3 separate regions of the Mus musculus genome follow, and all the other regions are linked to region 3. Evidence: chromatin contacts called from public HiChIP or PLAC-seq data. All regions are on one chromosome and are shown on one strand. Each heading gives the region's core, a stretch centred on a gene start, on an enhancer-like site or on the middle of the called end of the contact. The rest is flanking DNA. Distances are from core to core; before and after follow the strand shown.

Region 1 (3,603 bases), core at 610-3,109, 890 kb after region 3:
TTCTGACTGTGAGATATCCTCCTGATGACTTTTGCCTGTCATTTTAAGGAAGAGCACAAGGGCTAAAAGATGGCTCTTAGTGATGCTTGGGGACCTGAGTTTCTTCCTTAGAAACCTCAAAGAAATGTCAGGCATGGTGACATACACTTGTAATCTCAGCACTGAGAAGTCAGAAACAAGCAAATCCTAAGACTCACTGACCAGCCAGCCGACGTCACTCAGTGAGCTCCAGAGCAGTAAGAGATCTTGTCTTGGGGGACAAACTGTGGATAACACCTAAGGAATGACACCCAAAGTTATTCTCTAGTCTTCATGAACACACACACAGACACACACACACACACACACACACACACTTGCACACAATGTACACCTTCATACAAGCATACACATAGAGAAAGAACAGAAGAAAATCACCCCATCGAGTTCTCACACCTTCCCATCCTCCTTAAAAGATGTGGAGGAGACTACATGAAGATGGTCTGGATCTAGGAGCCACTGGGAACAAAAGGTGATGTGGGTGACATTTCCCTTCAAATTGTATATATGCCAAGCTCAGCTTGCCTCAACTTGGGTAGGTGGCATCCAGCCTGTGGGTCCCCTTCTAGACTAGACTGCTCTACATTAAGATTCCATGCTCTGCCTCCCTGAACAGACAGGAGCATCATTGGGCCAACAGGAGGAAGCAGGAAAAGTGATGCATGGGGCCATACAGAAATCATGAATTCACAAGGGCCAGAATGGTCACCACCTTATCAGATCCAGTCCCACATCTCAAGAGTCTGCCATATATAGGACCTCAGCAGAAGCATCCCAGACCCACAGCTTGGGAACCATGGGCCTCCACAGCGTATCTTCAACTGCTCTCCACTCACCCTTAAACACCATCAGGAATGAAAGAACACCCCTCCTCTCTAGTTCAGCTGACCTCCAAGTCGTTCTAGTGTCCACAAACTTCCTTTATTGTGTCCTCCCTATTAGCACCCAATAATTTTACTGGCCCCTGAGACACCTACATTAAGTGACAATAGAATAGTTTCAACTCAGCTGTCACTGACACTTTGAAGCATCTGAGGGTGGCACTCATGTCCCATGCCCTCTAAACAACCTCAGCCCTTCAGGGTGGAAGCTCTCCGCTTGTCCGGCCTCTCCTCCTTTAACATCACTTCTGCTCTAGCACCTCTGAACCCCTGCCAAAGCCAGAACAGCTTCCTGTTTGTCATTGAAGATGGGTGCTGGGAGGAGCCTCCCTCCGTGCTCTTTACTCTGCTCCTCGCTCTGGCAGCATGTGTGCCTGGAGCAGTTTGGGAGGATTTACTTTGGCTCACAGTTTGAAGGGCTATCAGTCCATCATGGCAGTTGAAAGCAGGGCAGTAGGAGCTCCTGATGCTGCTGGGTCCCATCTTAGGGATCAGGAAGCAGAGGTCAGAACTGGAAGCAGTCCAGGATACAACCCTCAAAGGTCTGTCTCAAGTGGTCTATGTCACCAGCTAGATATGATATCCCAAAGGTCCCACAACTTCCCAAAACAGCACCACCAAAGGTAAAGAAGTGCTGAAATGTTAGCCTGTGTTTTCACATCCAAACAATTCCCTCTTTGGCATGCCCTGGCAGCTGTGGGCATTCCAAGGACATCTCAGGTCTAGGGATAAAATGTACAAAGGGAGAGAGTGTAAGGCAGAGGCAATCATGGAGGGAAAGACATGTGCTTAGGAAGCAGGAGAAGGGTGTGAAGTGAGGGTAGAAAGGTGCCCCCTCCTTCCCATAGTTCTTCTAAATGTGCACCCAAGGCTGTCACTGGGTTTATCTGCAGAGTATGAAAATTAGATCCTGTGGGGCAGTTAGCTGGAGGATACGCAGATCTGATGTGTTTATCATGGAATGTTCTGACTCACAGGGGAGGCCCCTCCCCCACCAGTCTCTAGCACAATTGAATCGGGTCGGGAAACATTTTTCAGAATTTTCATTTCTGACGTCTTTGCTATCTCTAAATTCCCATCCTTTTGCACGTGCAATAAATATCCACTTTATAATTTATAAGCAAATGGAGATGCAATGCTAATCATAAATATTAATGGAAGAGCAGAGATGACGATGTATGCCCAGTCACGGAGCCTGAAAGAGCATTTCTCTGGGTGGCGTGGCAGTGTGGCAGCCCGTGCTTACCTCCCACTGACACTGAGTGGCTGCACACAACAGTGTTTCTCTCTTTGTAGGGCCTCTCAGCCCTTGGCAGTGTTATGAAGAAGCTGGAGCAGAGGTAACAGATCCAGGGTGAGGGAGAGAACCATTGCCTGCCTCTTACCAGCTCAGATGACGTCAAAGGATTGTGTTCTGTGTTGGAAGTTATACTCTGAAAAACCACCCTGAAATATCATTGCTTTCTTTTCCAAAGTCAGTGACAAACATATCTAGGACACTTGAAACCCTACCAGCAGAGGAGATTAGATAGAACTGGGTGTGTTCAGGCAGCCTGGATTGTGAGATATAGAGGAAATAGTGCCATTTTATAAAGAATCATCTTAAGAGGGAAAATAGGTGTATTCTATGTGGCCCAAGGGTTAGAGCCAATAGGTAGCGTTAAAGATAAGAAGACTCAGACACACCCTGCAGAATGTCCCGAAAGTGCTACCTCCAAAGAGGAACTGAGCTTTCTGGAACCAGAGGTGGGCAAGCACACAAGTCGACTTCTGGTTGAAGGTGCTGCAGAGCAACACATGGGCTGTTGACCTAAAACATGAGCCCTGTGTGGTGGTTTTAGGCGGTAGATGAATGGCTAGTTTATTTCTGTAGTTGTATGGTGATTGAGCCCATGTTCTTAATTCAAATGAGGTTGCGTTCACTTAAGTCAATCAGAATTTAAAAGAAAAGAAAGTCATCCAGAGGTTAGAGAAATGGCTCAGCATTTACACAGCATGCACCGCTCTTCCGGAAGACCTAAGTTTACTTCCCAGCACCCATGTCAGGCAGCTCACAACCACCTATAACTCCAACTGCAGAGGATCCAGCACCTTCCATTGCATTCTGCTGACACTTGCACTTACATGTATATACTCAGACAAAGACATACATACACACAAAATTAAAATAAATTAAACCCTTTGTAAAAAAAAATCACCAAATAAGTAAGAGACGTGCAGACTTAGCAAAAGTCATGACTGACAGCTGCTGGGGCAGTGTGGGCAGGAAGTCCTCCTACCAGCCCCAAGGCCCTAAAAGCAGCAGAGAGTCCCTCCAACACACTCTCCAGCCCAAGGTCACTTTCACTTTCTGTTCACCTTCCCACAAAGCACGGTCCCAAGCCCTCAGCTACTCTGCAAATCACCTTTCACATGTGCAGATCTAAGTAGCAAGAAGTTCAGTTCTTCTCTGGAAGTAGTAGCTCTTCCAGAAAGTTCTGCAGGTTGTGCCTAAATCTTCTGGCCTGTAACTCTAAAGAAGTATCAGCCAAAGTCCCAGGGTAATTGGATCTGCCTGACTCGGAAACAACCCGGTACCTTGGTATCTTTGCTTTCCTCCTCCCCATCCAAACGCACCTCTCTTAGACTCTTGACAATCTGCTTTCCTGTTAGAAGATAGAGCTGTTGAGTAGATGCTCTATCC
Region 2 (3,663 bases), core at 287-2,786, 570 kb after region 3:
GTAGTTCTATTGTTCATCTTAGTTGAGAAACTGCCCCAGACTCTAAGGTCCTGTGAACTTGAGCTCTTTCTTAATTTCTGTAACCTTCATATTCTTCCTAGGGGCCCTGGTTCTGTGAGGGTCTTTTAGGTCCTCATCCAATATTTGTTAAGTAATGCTCTTGAAACAGGAAGTTGGTTGGGGCAATCTGGAGGCTCAGGAAGGGGAGGGATTTTCTGAGTAACTGACTGAGAGGAAGCATCATCCTTACAGAGCCTGGCCAGTTTTAAGATTCTGGAACAATGCCATTCTATACCCAGAAGATGTTTAATCTTGGTCTGTTTCATCTCCATTTGCACGTTTCAATCTCACTGGTCCATCAATCACAGATGCTCCACGCATGAGTGAGTCTGTGGAAAGAGTAGGAGTTTCTAAGCTCTGTAGCTTATGGTCTAATACAATAATTAATAGAAGAGAGAGTTTATTTAAGTGGGACAGCAGGGGATCATGGTCTTAAAATTCTTTTTTATGTCTCTTCTCTAATCTTTCAGTTGCATTTAGTAGGAGACATTCCTGTTATTCAAAGAAAAGCCCTGAAAGCAGCTTCTACCCCAATCCTTATGTACACTACAAATAAAAAAATTAAATCCAGAATATTAGCTGTACTCCCACTGAAGCCTTTAGCTCTGAGCTCATATCTGTCTCCACTGTAGCTTTAAAACATACACGAAGTCAGTTCAGTTTGAGTAGATATAAACAGGAATGACTGCATGTCTTTCTGAATTCAAGGGAAGCAGGATAAGCCCCTATTTTTTAAAGATACCAGATTCTAGTCTCTTGTTTTTAATCACTTTCCACCATGATGATGAAAACAGCCCGGTGTTGCCATCCAGGATTATGCTGTTTCAATGCCCTGATGACGAGAGTAAAAGCCTGACTCAACTCTATGGACAGGAACTTGACATCAATGCAGAGCCTCCTGTGGAGACATTCTTTCTGGGGTTCCTGCCTTTCTGTTGCTTTTGTAGCTTTCAGGGTAGACCCTAAGTTCTCAGGCAAAGATTATATTCTATAAACCCAGGATGTTCTTTGGAATTCAAGATGGAGAAGGTAAATGGATAATAAATATTTATAATCTTTTTGACACTAAGTCTTTTATTTTTCCTTTGAAATGCTGCCGAAACAGAAATGGGGCTGTGAGGTGCTGAGTGGTCCTCAAGTCTATTTTAGTGTTGAGTGAGGTTGTAATGTCTTTCCCATCACCAGAAGCTAAGAATGGGTCCATGTGTCTCATCTGTGAGCACTGGGAGACTCTAGTCTAGTTTGTGTCTGAATCCCTCTACTTTCTGTCCATATTGCATACAGAATCTCTGTCAAAGTGGTCCACATGTCCTCATTTCCCTAGTTTAAAGGCTGCTAAGCTTCACTGACGGTCAACAAGATAACTCCTTAGCTTCTTCCTCTGGCATTCACAGCCCCTTCCATATCTGATCCTCACGTTCTTCTCCAGTCTTTCTGGGAAATCTGCCTGTTAGACTGACCTCATAGATGAGGAATGTGAAGCCTGCAAAGTGAGGTGACCTCCCTAGAGAACATACACAGCAACAGTGGAGGCTCAGCTCTCTGCTTGTGGACCGAATTCTTCCCATCACAGACTGTTCTCTTCACACATAAGCTCGGCAGTTGCATCTGAACTATGGGGCTCATGATAAGAAAGTTTCTTCTATACACACAGGAGGTTGGTAAACCTTTCCCATAGTCCCAATAGCCTCATCTTCTGGTTCCTTAGAGAGGGCCAGTTTTCACAGTGCAGGAGTGACCTGTGTAAGCCAATAGAACAGTCTGAACATAATGATGTGTCACTATGAAGCCTAGAAACACTTTGCCGTGGTCAGGCTAGCCTCCGTGTCTTGAGAACACATAGCAATGAGTTGAAGCATCCAACTGTCATATGGGTGACTGAACCAGCTTGGTCAGTGACTCACCAGCTCCTCAAGCTTCTGATGGCTATAACATGGATGCCATCTAGAATATTAATATTAATAGATTACTAATATTAGAAAAATAACTTTCAGATTGTATTTTATTTTATTGTAATAAGTTACTTTAGGGCATTTTCTTGCAAGTATATAATGTATGTTGGGCATATTCCTGCCCTCATTCACTAACCTCTTTTCCTTTTCCCGTTAGTGTGTTTAGACCCCCTTGTTCACTTCTACTTTCCTGTCACCTGTACATACACGATTTTACATATCTAGGTAAAGTGTTGGAGCCACAGATAAGAGAAGACATGTGGCACAACTTGCTGAAGCTTTCTTTGTATACAAGAACTATGATGGATCACAGGGCCCCCAATGGAGGAGCTAGAGAAAGTACCCAAGGATCTAAAGGGATCTGCAACAATAATATGAACTAACCAGTACCCCCAGAGCTCATGTCTCTAGCTGCATATGTATCAGAAGATGGCCTAGTCGGCTATCAGTGGAAAGAGAGGCCCATTGGTGGTGCAAACTTTATATGCCTCAGTATAGGGGAATGCCAGGGCCAAGAAGTGGGAGTGGGTGGATAGGGAAGTGGGGTGGGAGGGTATGGGGGACTTTTGGGATAGCACTGGAAATGTAAATGAAGAAAATACCTAATTAAAAAAAGAACTATTAACAGTCACATCCATTTTCTTGAAGAAGTGACACATCTTCAGTCACTTTTGGATGGAGAGAATTTCCAGTGCACACAAGCCACGATTTCTTTGCCCATTCCTCTGCAGATAGGACTCAGTTTCCAGCCTCACAGAGTTACGACAGCTTCCCAGCCATCAAAGCCCTTTAGCTGAATACTCTAGCTTATTACCGGAGGATGGCAGTGCCTCTCTCCTCTGAGCATGCTCTTTCTTCTATCTGCGCTCTCCCCTTCTCTAGCACCTACAGTGTTCTCCCTTCTCATCTAGTAAGCCCCTTCTTATTTTCCTGTCCCAGTCTTACAGTCTCCCAGTTGCTGACTTTTTCATGTGAGAGTCCAAATCCTTGTCTCCTTCTGGCCACTCAGAGCACCATGGAGGAACGTTGTCTACCTGCCCACACCAGGCAGGGAGGTCACAAGAATCATCATTGCATTTCTCTGTGCACTTGCATGATTCGGCTCTGGCCCAAACATAAACTTGATGGTCAGTAAATATTTAAATGCAAGGACTGATGAGAGATTCAAAAGGAGTTTTGTTTCCATTGAACTCAACCACACCTTTAAGGGTTACTGTGCATTTAGGCTATTGAATCTTCTTTTTAAAAATTGCTTTAGATCTTTTTCTAAATTTGTTGTGAAGTCTTCCAAGCATTTTATATTTGAACTTTAAGTTAAGAAAGCTGCAGACCTCCTACATCTGCGTTACCAAGGGCAAGGCTGGACAGGTTCAGTAACTGCTTTGGTCCTGGTTTGGTGAGAGATGAAGGGAGCCCAGTCCTGGCTTGGCAGTGTGACTCACTGTGTTTAGAAGCTGTGGAGCTTCCTCAGAACACCATCTACATCTTTGCACCTTCTCTCACTCCTCAAACCTGATAGCACTTCCTTTAGTGTAGTTGTAAGAAACAACATTTTAAACCTGAACTCAGACCTTGAGTATTCTCCGTGATAGTTTTCACTCCTTGAGCATATGTTGTTTGTTGGGCAAGATGCATTTAGAGAAAAAAACCC
Region 3 (3,498 bases), core at 374-2,873:
CTGTGTGTCTTCTTTTAATATTCCGTTTCCCTAGCAAATGGGGTAAAGTTGCTGTAGTAGCTACTGCTGTTGCTGATGCTGAAGTTGCCTAGTGCTCAAACTCTCTGGAAGGACAACCCAAAGAACAACCCGAAGGCTGGAGAATGAAGAGGAGTTAAGGCTGTGACTCTTCTTGGTAGTCAGCTCTCTGTCACTGTGACATAAATACCCAAAGTAGTCAACTTATAAAAGGGAAACGTTTGTTTTTGTTCCTGGTTTCAATCCCTGGTCTTGTTGGTCCAGAATTTGATAGTGTTGGAATAGCAGTACATCACTGTGGTCATAAATGGGCAGGTCTCAAATCTCTCCTTCAATGACCTCCTTTCCTTCCACAAGTTTCTATGTCCTCAGCATCCTATGATCTCCCAGTTGCAGCACAGAATGCGGACCAAGTATCAGATACATAGGTCTCTGGGGACATTCATTCCAAACTACAGCATCTTTTTGTTAGATAAGGACATCTGAATGCCATGCTCGCCTGCTGTGAGTGTTGCTACCTTCTTTAAACTTCATGAAAGAGCAGGCAGGGGTTTTTTGTTTTGTTTTGAATTGACAGAGACTCTAAAGAGATTGTTTTTTAAACCCAGTGATGTACCCTCAGACATGCACACATACATGAATGCACACACATGCACACAGCACTGGTATACATGACAGACAGGTCCTCTTAGCTAATGTGATGCTAAGATTCCAGAGAGCTTGGAAATTTACTCAGTAATACCCAAATAATACCCATACATATGCATGAATGTTCTCTGTGTTTGGTCTCTGTCTCTGTCTCTATCTGCCTCTGCCTCTGCCTCTGCCTCTGCCTCTGCCTCTGCCTCTGCCTCTGTCTCTGTCTCTGTCTCTGTCTCTGTCTCTGTCTCTGTCTCTGTCTCTGTCTCTGTCTCTGTCTCTGTCTCTTCTCACAGTGTTAGTGGAAGGTAAGATGAGATTTTGAACTCCATTTGATTGAGGCTGATTATCACATTCAGGTCATCTAGGCCACTGTGTCGCAGTTTTATGGCTTTATTTTGGAAGGTCACTCTGGAAGCTCAGGCTGAAATAAATGACAAAGGGCAAAGTTCACACACACACACACACACACACACACACACACACACACACACACCAGATTCAAGTGACTAGGAAAGAAGGAAAAAGAATGCTCTTTTACAAATTTTCCTTTTTTTCAATTTTTTATTGGATATTTTCTTCATCTACATTTCAAATGCTATCCCAAAAGTCCCCTATAACCCCCCCGCCCGCCCTGCTCCCCTACCCACCCACTCCCACTTCTTGGTCCTGGCATTCCCCTGTACTGGGGCATATAAAGTTTGCAAGACTAAGGGGCCCCTCTTCCCAATGATGGCCGAAAAGGGGGAGCCTGATTTTCCTGGGAACCTGTGATGTATGGACTAGCACGTCTTCTCTGCTTCTCTGTCCATTCACTCACCCACCACTCCTCTGCTAATGCCTGGCTGGCCAGGAATACACTTTCTATTTAGAAAGCAAAGGCAGCCAGCTTTGGGCCTGGGCCTGGAGACTGACTCACTGTTGTTGGGATGACACATTGCCTGCACACATTTCACAATTCTCTGAAACACCAGACTTATTTCTGTGAGTATGCAGAGGCCCACTTCACCATCCACCTAAGGCCACACACAAAGGCTGTGCTATTTTTCTTCCCTGGGGCCTAAATGGATGGCAGGACTTCCTATGCCTGAAACATCACCCTCGTTTGGAAGGAGAGAAACACCGGCCAAGAATTGCAACGTTTTTTAACCAGAGTCTGGCTAGCTTTCAATAGCTGCACGCCAAAGCTATACCAGACAGAGAAATGGCTATGAATGGGGTAGGGGTTGGACTGAGGCTTAAAAACAAGGCAGAAAAAAATACAGATAACAGAGAAGAAAAGAGAGGAGAGGAGAGGAGAGGAGAGGAGAGGAGAGGAGAGGAGAGGAGAGGAGAGGAGACAGAATGAGATAGTACATAGGAAGTAAAAGAGGAAATTTAAATAGAGAAAGGTTGCACAGAAATGATTGAAGAATTGGAGCAGAGGGCGAGAGTTCCAGGCTGTGATCATTTCTTCATGTGCCTTTCCCTCCATTTTTGGGTGAGCACTCTTAATCCCCATTACTAAGAAGCAAGAACAGGGGACCAGGAAGTTACAATCTAATGTCTCAGGTGGAAGGGAAGACATTTTTGTTTATTAAACAAACAAACAAACAAATATACATACATACAAGCAAACAACAACCTCATATTGTCGACCAGGCAGACCCAGCACTCACTAAGTAGCCCAGGCTGGTATGGTACTACTTATGGTAGTCTTCCTGCTTGACCTATTGATTTCTGGGATAACAAGTATGCGAAGCCAGCTCGCTCTACATCAGTGTGAGGGGCTTGGACAGTCTTCCACAGTCTTTCTGGAATCTGAAAGCCTAAAGGATACTCTTGTTGACCAGAGAGCTAGCTGGGAAGGCCGAGAATCTGGATGGCCAGTGACAGTGGCCTCTGAGGAGTTGTTTATGCACTTAGACATTAAGTGCCTAAGACTTGAAGGGCCGGCCCCATATTCAAAGCCCTGGATTCAGAACTATCTGGAAACTTCCTCCAGGGTAAACAAAAACAAGCACTTCAGCTCCCTTGCCAGGGCATCTCGCTCCAGAAAGGACGGGAAGGAAAGGAGAGTGATGCTGCTTGTTCCCCTGTGAAGGAAAGGTTACAACAACATTTTCTCTGGGCAGCTGTGAGGTCGGCAGGCAGACTTTTCTCTGGTAACCATCTCGATGTGTCTGTGTGGAAAGTACCTAAGAATGACTAAGCCCTGGCTGAGTTGATTCATTTGTCACTTCACTTGTGGGACTTTGGCCCTGTTCTAGAGGCCACAGAGTGTTTTCAGCACATCTGACCCAGGCCTCCATGTAGGGTGGCAGGTGAGAGAGAGCACAGACTTATAGGACTCTGTTTATAGGGAAGGACCCCAGGGAGGAGGGAGGGTTTGGGCTCACTGGAATCCTGTCAGGACTTCTAAGAAGTCTAAACTCCTAATCCCTGTCAGCAGAGGAGTCAGGAGTCTGTGCAAGTGGCCAGAGTTTGAACGGAAATGCTCATTCACGGAGCATCCAAGATAGGCTGGAAGTTTACTTAAAGTTGTCTCGTCCTTCCTCACGCTAATAGTGTGAGGCAAGTGTTGCTTTGCTTCCTCGTTGGAATGAAGCCTTCACAGGAAAAGAAGCCCAAAAGAGTTCACATCTCTAACTCAAGCTGGGGATGGGGTCAGGAGACTCTGGGGAGGCAGGGCTATCCACTAACACACAGGAGGGCCACAAAGAGATCAGCCTGATCAACGCAAGTGGAGTTATTCTTCTTAATAATCCAGTTCAAATGTAAACCCTTTTGTTGCAATTATATGCACAGGAAGAGGGACATATCACAGGTGTGTGGCTTGCTAGACTGTCACAAACCGAAGAG

The links. HiChIP or PLAC-seq counts read pairs in DNA pulled down with a chosen protein or histone mark.
Region 1: a contact with region 3 is called in a CTCF HiChIP or PLAC-seq map of the NIH/3T3 cell line, with 7 read pairs. The contact joins two enhancer-like sites. A contact is called at or near these places in 1 of 15 datasets of contacts at CTCF or cohesin (the NIH/3T3 cell line) and 3 of 115 datasets of contacts at active chromatin or transcription factors (the NIH/3T3 cell line, embryonic stem cells and pancreatic cancer cells).
Region 2: an H3K27ac HiChIP or PLAC-seq map of embryonic fibroblasts shows a contact between it and region 3, with 5 times the contacts expected there. The contact joins two enhancer-like sites. A contact is called at or near these places in 2 of 115 datasets of contacts at active chromatin or transcription factors (embryonic fibroblasts and embryonic stem cells).

What each region holds. Positions count from the first base shown.
Region 1 is chr4:56,615,967-56,619,569 of GRCm38.p6, forward strand. No RefSeq gene overlaps it. Among named protein-coding and RNA genes, the nearest start is that of Gm26144, 61 kb to the right of the region's middle. Within about 2 kb of position 1,860, at least 27 of the 459 cell types and tissues checked have an H3K27ac peak or open chromatin away from gene starts, as enhancers often do. A contact at or near this core is called in the NIH/3T3 cell line, where this site is marked.
Region 2 is chr4:56,304,280-56,307,942 of GRCm38.p6, forward strand. The region is part of intron 2 of Gm42291 (a long non-coding RNA gene); the gene reads right to left. Among named protein-coding and RNA genes, the nearest start is that of Gm42291, 9.9 kb to the right of the region's middle. Within about 2 kb of position 1,537, at least 62 of the 459 cell types and tissues checked have an H3K27ac peak or open chromatin away from gene starts, as enhancers often do. A contact at or near this core is called in embryonic fibroblasts, where this site is marked.
Region 3 is chr4:55,730,603-55,734,100 of GRCm38.p6, forward strand. No RefSeq gene overlaps it. Among named protein-coding and RNA genes, the nearest start is that of Gm12511, 160 kb to the left of the region's middle. Within about 2 kb of position 1,624, at least 131 of the 459 cell types and tissues checked have an H3K27ac peak or open chromatin away from gene starts, as enhancers often do. A contact at or near this core is called in the NIH/3T3 cell line and embryonic fibroblasts, where this site is marked.